Linked DNA regions of Mus musculus: all the other regions are linked to region 1. Evidence: chromatin contacts called from public capture Hi-C and promoter capture Hi-C data. All regions are on one chromosome and are shown on one strand. Each heading gives the region's core, a stretch centred on a gene start, on an enhancer-like site or on the middle of the called end of the contact. The rest is flanking DNA. Distances are from core to core; before and after follow the strand shown. Region 1 holds the start of Myo15b (myosin XVB). Region 2 holds the start of Ten1 (TEN1 telomerase capping complex subunit). Region 3 holds the start of Armc7 (armadillo repeat containing 7).

The links. Promoter capture Hi-C pulls out the DNA fragments that hold promoters and counts their contacts. Capture Hi-C pulls out chosen DNA fragments and counts their contacts.
Region 2: a contact with region 1 is called in a promoter capture Hi-C map of pre-B cells, with 2.6 times the contacts expected there. The contact joins the promoter of Ten1 here to the promoter of Myo15b in region 1. A contact is called at or near these places in 1 of 39 promoter capture datasets (pre-B cells), 1 of 484 Hi-C or Micro-C datasets (embryonic stem cells) and 1 of 115 datasets of contacts at active chromatin or transcription factors (large pre-B cells).
Region 3: a capture Hi-C map of embryonic stem cells shows a contact between it and region 1, with 2.3 times the contacts expected there. The contact joins the promoter of Armc7 here to the promoter of Myo15b in region 1. A contact is called at or near these places in 2 of 39 promoter capture datasets (liver and pre-B cells), 1 of 484 Hi-C or Micro-C datasets (embryonic stem cells), 1 of 115 datasets of contacts at active chromatin or transcription factors (pancreatic cancer cells) and 2 of 9 other capture datasets (embryonic stem cells and liver).

Annotation. Positions count from the first base shown.
Region 1 is chr11:115,856,390-115,859,692 of GRCm38.p6, forward strand. It overlaps Myo15b (myosin XVB), which reads left to right and starts at 1,536. Exons shown (of 64, transcript NM_001384233.1): 1 at 1,536-3,303. The coding sequence starts at 2,017.
Region 2 is chr11:116,197,588-116,200,618 of GRCm38.p6, forward strand. It overlaps Ten1 (TEN1 telomerase capping complex subunit), which reads left to right and starts at 1,268. Exons shown (of 4, transcript NM_027107.1): 1 at 1,268-1,396. Acox1 (acyl-Coenzyme A oxidase 1, palmitoyl) reads right to left here and starts at 1,458. Exons shown (of 14, transcript NM_015729.3): 1 at 1,009-1,458; 2 at 635-794. The coding sequence starts at 1,117.
Region 3 is chr11:115,474,350-115,477,668 of GRCm38.p6, forward strand. Armc7 (armadillo repeat containing 7) reads left to right here and starts at 1,318. Exons shown (of 3, transcript NM_177778.5): 1 at 1,318-1,678; 2 at 1,773-1,916. The coding sequence starts at 1,588. It overlaps Slc16a5 (solute carrier family 16 (monocarboxylic acid transporters), member 5), which reads left to right. Exons shown (of 4, transcript NM_001080934.1): 4 at 1-49.

The sequences.
Region 1 (3,303 bases), core at 286-2,785:
GAGAGAGAGAGAGAGAGAGAGAGAGAGAGAGAAACACCATCAGAAGGAGCTTGATAGCACAGGCTCACTTGGGAGGCAGTTCAGGCTAGCCTGGTCTACATTGCGAGTTCCAGGACAGCCAGTACTATGTAGAGAGACCCTGTCTCAAAAAATAAAAATTAAAATAAAGGTAAATAAATATCCACCAAAGGGCCTACAAGTTAGCTCAGTGGCACTTGCCACCAAGCCTGACCACTTGGGTTCAGTCTCCAGGCCACACAGGTTGGAAGGAAAGAACTGACTCCTGTAAGCTGGCTGCTGTCTGATCACACTCAAGGACTGTGGTATGAGAGTACACAGTGTGCAGGTGCATGCAGGCGTGCGAGCAGGTGCGCACACACACACAAAGAAATACAACTAAAAATCCACCAAGATCCCAGCACTTAGGAGGCAGAGGCAGGCAGCCAGCTGGTCTAGACTGGTCTACACAGTGAGTTCCAAGACAACCAGAACTGTACAGTGAAACCCTGTCTTGAAAACAAAACAAACAAAAATCTATCAATAGCAACTAGTTAGACTACAGTGCATGAATTCGTCATGATGCTGAACAACTGAAAAGACAGAGGAGAGAAACTAAGTGTTTTACAAAACCCCGGGGCCAGGCAGGGTGGGGAGGCCTTTCATCCCAGCACTTTGGAGGCAGAGGCAGGCAGATCTCTTAGTTCAAGGGTAGCTTGGTCTACAGAGAGAGTTTCAGGACAGCCAAGGCTACAAAACCCTGTACCGAAATTAATTAAAAGGGCTGGAGAGATGGCTCAGTGGTTAAGAGCACTGACTGCTCTTCCAGAGGTCCTGAGTTCAATTCCCAGCAACCACATGGTGGCTCACAACCATCTCTAATGGGATCTGATGCCCTCTTCTGGTCTGCCCAAAGACAGCAACAGTGTACTCACATACATGAAATAAATAAATACCTTGTAGGCAAGCCTTTTGAATGAAAGAGCATTGCACAGTATTCTCGATGGGTGGCAGTATTGTAGCCAATGAGGTTTATCGAAGACGTGATTATTGCTAATTGAAAAAGCAGTGGGGGGAGAGGGGCTGGAGAGATGGCTCAGCAGTTAAGAGCACTGGCTGCTCTTTCAGAGGTCCTGAGTTCAATTCCCAGCAACCACATGGTGGCTCACAACCATCTGAAGGGAATCCAATGCCCTCTTCTGTTGTGTCTGAAGACAGCTACAGTGTACTCATATAAATAAATATATCTTTAAAGATAAAAGAAAAAGCAGTGGGGAGGGCTAGGCATGTAACTCGGTTAGCAGAGGACTTGGCTGGAATCCACAGGGCCCTCCTCAGCCTTGTAGGGAAAAGATCCAGGAAGATCTCCTGACAACTAACGGTACTACTCCTTTGGGGCTGGAGAGCCAGCAGAGCAATGCTGGAGGACACTGGCTGCTCTTCTATAGGTCTGGGATTTGATTCCTGTCCCCCATGAGTCTAGTTTCAGTCCAAAAGTGTGCACAGTTCAAGGTATATACTCGTATCATATCCACTTTTTAGTAAGTTATATTTCACAACGGAAAAGAAGAGAACGCCCAAGTGTCCCCTGCCCAGTCCCATAGCCACAATCCCTTGTCTCCTGGAGAAGCCCCCATGTAAAACAACTTCATTCCGCCCCTCTTGGCAGGCCGGTAGTGAGGCTGAAGTAGAGCCTGGCTCCTCAGTCTGGCCTAGTGCCAGGCTGACCTGCCTGGCAAGGAGTCATGGCGTCGTCGCCCTGTCCATGGCCTTTGTCCACAGCGGCAGCGTCTCCTCTTTCCTCCGCTTCCACTCCATTGTTGACCAACCGGGTCAGGACCCGCTGCCTCCTGCATTATTGATGATGCTGCCCAGGAGGGGAGACTCCAGGAGGGGGACAGATTGAGCCCATAACCCTGCAGGAGCAGAAAGCATCTATAGCAACCGAGGCCTCAGGGCACCCATGGGCAGTCAGATCAGATCAGAAGGCAAAAGGATCAGGACATCGGGAAGTCAGTCATGGGCAGAAGTAAGGGCAAAGCGCCCCACCGCCGGCCTCGACCTGGAAGACCAGCCTCAGCCGAGCTGGAGTCTGGGTCCGCCAGCGCCGACTGCGCCCCAAGCCCGGACCGCAGGCCTGCCCGCAGCAAAGCCCGCAAGAACAAGCCCGCTACGGAGCACGAGGCCACTGGAGGCAAGGGGACCGCTGGAGGCCAGAGGAAGCACACCGGAGAGGGGAACCACCGCTGCAGAACATCACAGGAGACCCAGGAGAGGCAGAGCAGCTCGCAGCGTCTGAGACACGGACCCACGGAGAGCCGTGACTCCGGGGACAGTTGTGGGGAGCACACGGAGGAACAGGGAATCCCCAGGGAAGAAGTGAGGACAGGCAAACGCGGCCGCCGCAGGAGAGGAAAGGATCGGGGACCTTTGACTCGGCGAGGTCACGGAGAGACTCCTGGCAGGGATGGGGACACGTCGGGCGGGGATGGTGGCAGCTCGTGTCTGGACAGTGAAGCCCGCGAGGCCCAGGACAGCAGCAGCCAGGGCGGTGGAGCCCCGGAGCGGCCACCCAAAATGGAACCTTCGGATCCCAGGTCAGAAGGCGCTCCAATCAGAGGACCCAGCTCAACTCAGGTACAGGGCAAATGCCCTGGCAGCAACCATCCAGGCAGCGAAGGACACGCCTTGGAGCTCCAGAGCAAGGAAGGGTCGTCGGGGACGGGGCCTCAAAGAGCGAGTGACGATTCCCGGACAGATACAGACTCGAGCCCCGGGTGGGCTGGGCACAGACATCTCCCACAGAAGATCCCAGGAACCTCAAGTGGCATCCCTGAGTCCCAGGAGATAGAGCTGGGGAGGGAAGCTGCAGCCTCCAGCGTCCCCAGAGGCTCTCAGAGTCCCCAGGACTCTAGCGCGATTGTAGACACCAGTGATGTCGGGGCACAGCCAAAGGCTGAGCTGCTGGGCACCGAGCCTGAGACAGCGGGGGCTCCCGGGGCTCAGCTCCTCCAGGTCGGAGAGGTGACGAGAAAGGCGCTTGTGGTTGCGGGAGAGAGCGACGCGGGAGCCAGAGAGCGATCGCGTGCAGGGGACCCAGGGCCCCGGGACCGGACGCCACTGGCTGCGCTCGTAGTGCTGCGCAGGCTGCGTCCGAGGCCCCCAGCCGGCGCGTCTCCCCAGTTCGCTGGTGGCATCCGCGTGGGTCTCAAGGCGCGGCTGCAGCGCGTGGCGCGGGCCCTGGGCTTCCTGCGTTGGCTGCGACTGCGGGTAGAGCGACGTCGGACAGAGGCGCGGGCCGCGAGC
Region 2 (3,031 bases), core at 18-2,517, 340 kb after region 1:
ACAAAAAGCTTTTTTATTATTTGCCTCTCTGTCTCCCCCATCCCCCCAGCGGGCTTCACTAGTGTTTGCCCGGCCTTCTGGCCCACCCTCTCCCACAGTTTCGCCATGTAACCCTGGCTGACGAACAGGAACTAGCTCTGCAGACCAGGCTGGTCTCAAAATCAGAGATCAGCCTGCCTCTGCCTCTGCCTCCTCCGAAGTGCTGAGATTAAAGGCATGGGTCACCGTGGCCCAGTTCAAAAGAACTTTATAAATTAAAGTTTCATCTTATTGTGTGTGGGGGTACAACAGCCACCTCTAGCAAATGGTCAGAGGACAATCTAAGGGAGGTGACTCTCTTTCTACAAATTGAAATTAGATGATTAGGCCAGGTAGCCACCTCACCATCCCTTAAAGTTTGTTAAAATTAAAAAAAAAAACAATTTTGGGCACAACCGTTCATTATTAGCATTTTTACAACTATGCTATGCTATCCTACTAAAAGATCTAGATGCAAAAGTAATATTATTTTTCACACATAAAATTGAATCATGAAGTATTCAATTTAAGCCTTTAAACGACATGCGCGGTAAGAAGACCTCCCCAGACTGCAGCTGTAGTTTGGGCATACACTAATGTGCTAAGATACACCTACTTTTTAAACCACATGATTTCTTCAGGGTCTGCGATGCCAAATTCCCTCATCTTCTTCACCATGGTGGCACTCTTCTTAACAGCCACCTCGTAACGCTGGCTTCGAGTGAGGAAGTTATAGTCCTCATGTTGGAAGTCTGGATCGTTCAGAATCAAGTTCTCTGAAAGAGGGTTAAATGACATCAAGAGAAACAGGTACTCACCCTCCCTGACTCCCATCAGATTAGAACAGAGGACGTTCCCCTCCTAATCCTGACACCGGACGCCCATCGAAGTAGGGGTCCCCGCTTCCCCTCAACTCCAGAGGCCCCAAATCCTCATTCACGGGGGTCTTTCGCCTGGTTCGGTATAAGAGGCCCGGCCCTCCAGGCTCACCGATTTCTCGACGGCGCCGGGTGTTCTCCGGACTACCATCCAAGATGTGCGTGATTAACTCTGGATTGAAGGTGGCGGCGGCCCGCTCCTTGCGCAGATCGGGATTCATGACGGAGACCAGTGCTGGGGGCAGAGGAGGTGGCGACAGAAGTGACAGGCACCAAAGCGATGACAACCTGTCTCCGCAGCTCAGGCGCCGACCAGGCCCTATGAGCGGAGCGAGACAGCCCTCGGCCCCGCCCCCTCGAGCCGTCCCCGCCCCGTCCCCGCCGCCACTCCTCACGTGACCGGCTGCAATCCCCGACGCTGGTACCGCCCGCCGGACGGACGAATCCCCTGCTGCGGGCCAGGGGAGGTCCCCGAGCGGCTCCTCGCCAAGGAAAGCAAGGTAAAAGGTCAAGGGACCGCAGTGGCACTGGAAAGGGAGTGGGGCTCTTCCCGGACCTCACGTCTCCAGGTTCACGTGATCTTTCCGGGAGGAAAAGAGCCCTGGAGACGCGCGCAACCGATTGGCCAGGGCCTTGAGGGGCGGGATTGCGCCTGCGCTGTGGGACTCACCTCCTTTCAGGCTAGGGCGGTGGGTGTGTGTGTGTGTGGGGGGGGGGTCCTCTCACCACAGTGTCCCCGGAAACCAGAAGGGAATGGGTGTCAAGGGTCTCGGGCGGGGTGAGGAGGCTAATAGAGGAAAGCTGTTGATTTTACTGGAACCCAAACAAATTGGAGCGAAAGGGTAACAGGACAAAGGTTACGTTCGGGAGACGGTTCATTGTCGTTGGCTAAAAATATTGCCGACTTGACTGACGTTAGAGACTTGGGATGCAAGGACCTGGTCCTGCGGAGCTTCCGGGTTTATGCACTGGGCCTGGATTTAAAGCGAGAGGGAACAGGTCCAGTTTCTCTACATTTTATAGCCCAAGTCTTTTCCCACCTAAACCGGCAGGGCAGGTCCTAGAAATTTTGAAATCTAGACTTTACTTTGCCATATCATTATCGTCATCGAAGATGTACCTACGCCTAAGAAGTTCTAGCGTAGGATTTATAACAAAGAGTTCCTGAGCCTCAAAGACAGCCAGTTTTCACCAGTTTGTTTTTTAATTCTTCCTTAAAAATTGCTAAGTAGTAGGCTGGAGATGTCGAGCATGCACTAAAGCCAAAATATAATCTCAAAGCACAGCATAAACTGGGCACCGTGGCACACACAGGCTTGCAACTTCAAGTGGAGGTCTGAGGATCACGAAGTCCAAGATCATTATCAGCTATATAGAATCGGACTGAAGGCAGCCTGGGCTGTGTAATGCCTTGTTTCAAAAAGCCTTTAAGTGCTAAGTAAAATGCACTCTTTCTTCATTTGATTTCATGCCACCAAAAAGAACTACGCCGGTAGTGGCGCACGCCTTTAATCCCAGCACTGGGGAGGCAGAGGCAGGTGGATTTCTGAGTTCGAGGCCAGCCTGGTCTACAAAGTGAGTTCCAGGACAGCCAGGGCTACACAGAGAAACCCTGTCTCGAAAAAAAAAAAAAAAAAAAAAAAAGAACTACATTTCTTCATTACCTCTCTAACTTGCCCTTGTAACAACATATGTAAGACCCTTTTACAGTAACGGTGCTGAGAATGGGTTAAACGAATGAAGGCTTTAGCCTGAATGCAAAGTTAATGGAGCCCCCAAAATTCAATATTTTAATGCACTTTCTTTTCTTTTTTCTTTTCTTTTCTTTTTTGTTTGTTTGTTTGTTTGTTTGTTTTGTTTGTTTTTCGAGACAGGGTTTCTCTGTATAGCCCTGGCTGTCCTGGAACTCACTTTGTAGACCAGGCTGGCCTCGAACTCAGAAATCTGCCTGCCTCTGCCTCCCGAGTGCTGGGATTAAAGGTGTGCGCCACCACGCCCGGCACACTTTTTTTTCTTGATGCAGGAGATAGACCTCTCAGCTACATCCTCAGCTCCACAAAATTTAAAAGTTTAAAAGGGAAAAGAAGAAAAATTCTGAGAAGTTAAATAAAGACTATATCATTGTTGTTGCTTGT
Region 3 (3,319 bases), core at 68-2,567, 380 kb before region 1:
GTTATTAAAAAAATTTTTTTGGCCTGTATGAGATGCCATCTTCCAATTGAAGTCTGCCTCTCTGTCTAATGTCCCCTACTGCTTTCCGGATCGCAACTCAGAACTGAGCTTGACCCCACCCCCACCCCCCAAGGAAGTTTCTACTCTGAAGGGCAAATGCCAGGGACCTATTTTTCATTCTAACAGAAAACAGAGTTGGGGCTGGCTAACAGGCCCACGTCCAGGAAAAATAGAATCTGTGATCCTCCAGCTAGGAAATTTTCATCACACTTGCCCGTTGGTAATAATGGCATTAATCTGAGGGCAATAAGCAACGAAGAAATGAGGGTGCAAATGTAGTTTAGTCACGTACATCAAACCTTCACTTCCATCTCCAGCCCCACCCATGCCCAGGTGTGCTGTAATCCCAGTTCTTTGGAGCCTGGGGCTTGGAGACAAGATGGAAGCAAAGTCTACTCTTTTGTAGCCAGGATCTGCTTTGGACCATCCCTGGAAAATTTTGAGGGGAGTCTGCAAAGTATTTGTTCTGGAATCTCAAAGGCTCCAGGTCCCCAGGTCTTTGATGTTCTGACTAGTCAGACGCTTGGCCATCTTGAGCTGAGATGTAAGAAGTCTGCCTAGCCTGCTTCTTATAAAACCTAAAGGGCACAGAGTTCTCACGGAGCAACCTTGGTTCTCAAGCATCCAAACTAAGACTAAAACTCTTGCTCTTGGTTGATGTTGGGCATGGATTGATCACTGGAACTTAAACCCCAGAGGTGGGGGCCAGGGAAAGGTGAAGTACACAAACCATTCTGCTGTGATTCAGGTCCCTGGTACCAAACATAGTACATGACCCCTGACCCTTGCCCTAAAAACCCTTACTGCCTCCATCCTCCACCTCCACCACAGCACGGCAAAGCTGGGCCCCTCCCTGACGCTCCTTGTGACCCTAAGATTGTGTTTGGGGTTTGATGGATGTTCTGTTTTGTTACCAGGGTCTTGCCATGTAGCTCTGGATTGCCTTGTAGACTAAACCGTCCTTAAACTCCGTGTTCTGGGATTAAACTACTATCATGTCTAGATGGCCTGAAGATCCGTCTGCCCGGCTGTCAATCCATCCACCATTCTCTCTCTCCTTTTCTCCTCTTTCCCTCCCCTCTCCCTTCCTCTCTCCTTCGACGCATCCCCGCTGCGGCGGCTGCGCAGTGGAGGGTTAAAGCCTCCAGCTCTAGAAATCCGGAGGGAAGCCCAGGAGGCGCCCAGTAACCACGCCCAATCCCGTCCTGGTCCCGCTCACTCCGTTTCCTGGGGCGGGGCTAGAGAGACTTCCGCCCTGAACCAGGAAGCGGTGCAGGGAGTGTGGTAAGGGGGCGTGCCTGCCTTCAGTTCCGAAAAGCCACAGCGTCTCGCCCGGGTTGAATTTTGGTTTTCAGATCCGGCTCAGACAGGATCCTGAGACCCCTGGCCACCCCCACAGCTCATCCCCAGCTGCAGACGCGGATCTCAGGACAAGACTGGGTTTGCTGCCGCTCTGTCGCCGCCGGGACAGGTCAGGATCCAGGCCTTGTGGCCTCTACCGGAGCTCCCAACTCCGCCGCCCCAGCCATGGCACAGAAACCCAAGATAGACCCCCACGTCGGGCGGCTAGGCTACTTGCAGGCGCTGGTCACAGAGTTCCAGGAAACCGAGAGCCAAGGTAAGAGGTGTAGCGTGGGCACGAGGGACCCAGGAGGGTTCTGACGGCAGCCGCCGCCGCACAGGTCCGACCCCAGGGCTGCTTCCCATTGCAGATGCCAAGGAGCAAGTCCTCGCCAACCTCGCCAACTTCGCTTATGACCCGGGCAACTACCAGTACCTACGGCAACTACAAGTCCTGGACTTATTCCTTGATTCTCTGTCGGAAGAGAATGAAACCCTAATCAAGTTTGCTATTGGTAAGAGTTAGGCTGCCCCCAACCCCCGTGCCCGCGCGCCTCCCCCCAAGTTATAGACTAGAGCGACTTGAGAGTCAGGCATGCCACTCGCCTATAAAACTAGCATTACGGGAGGCTGAAGCAGGAGGATGGTTGCGACTTGGGGGCCAGCCTGGGATTCAGAGTAAGACACTGTCACTAAACAAACTAGTGTTTGGGATGGGATCTCATCTAGGGCAGAGCTGCCGTGTGTGGACCACCTACCTTCTCCTCCTCCACACATTATCGGGGTCACAGCTCATTCCAAACAAGTCGTGTCTTTCTTCCTCTTAGAAAAGAGATAATAAGTGAGGAAATGGGGTGAAACCTCTTTGAAAGAAGTTTAGTTTTTTGTTTGTTTGTTTGCTTGATTTTGATTTTTTTGAGACAGGATTTCTCTGTGTAGCCCTGGCTATTCTGGAACTCACTCTGTAGACCAGGCTGGCCTTGAACTCAGAAATCTGCCTGCCTCTCTGCCTCCCAAATGCTGGGATTAAAGGTGTGCGCCACCACTGCCCGGCTGGAGCTTGCCCTTGTATTGTTTACTGTCAAGAGGTGCAAAGGTAGCTTAGAACTCCTATAGTTGGGTTATTGTAAGGCCGTTTGAATTATTCAAGGTAGACTCTTTTACATTTGCTGTGTAGGTGTGTGTTTGCATGTGTGTGTGGATGAGTGTGAGTATGCATGTGCACCAGGCTGTATGCATGAAATTTGTCAAGAGTCAGTTCTCCCCGAGTACAGTGGTACATGCCTTTCATCCCCAGTACTGGGAAGACAGAGGTAGGTAGATCTTTCCGAGTTCCAGGCCAGCCTAGCGTGAGTACTGAGTTCTGGACCATCTAGGGCTATGTGGTAAGATGTCGTCTCTAAAAACTAAGGTAGTCGTTGTTGTTGTGTTCTCCTCTTCCAGTTGCTAAGGGAAGATCTCTGTGCCTTCAGAGTAGGGCAGTGCACTCCATAGCTGGGCCGTGAGCCTCCAGCTAATGGGGAGAGAGTGCTGGGGTTCCAGATGCTCGACACTGCATCTGGTTTTCTTATGTAGGTCCCTGGAACCGAATTCAGGTCATCAGAATTGTGTGGCAAGCTCTTTTACCTACTAAGCCATCTCCTCTGCCCCATGATAGATAGTCATTATTGGGCACCCTATAAGGAAGGTACTGGCCCAGGTTCTGAGGAGATGGTGAACAGGTTGGGGATTGTATTCTGGAAGGGGAGCTAGGTGGCGAATAAAACAAGCAAAGTAGAGATAAACAGGAACTCAGATGGAGCCATAGGAGGTGTGTCACGCTACTTACGCTACTTCCATTTCAGCCATCTTGGATATGCGATGTAGACAAAGCAGCTAAGCAGGAAGCTGTTAGAGGGAAGCTGATGTGTTAGAGGGA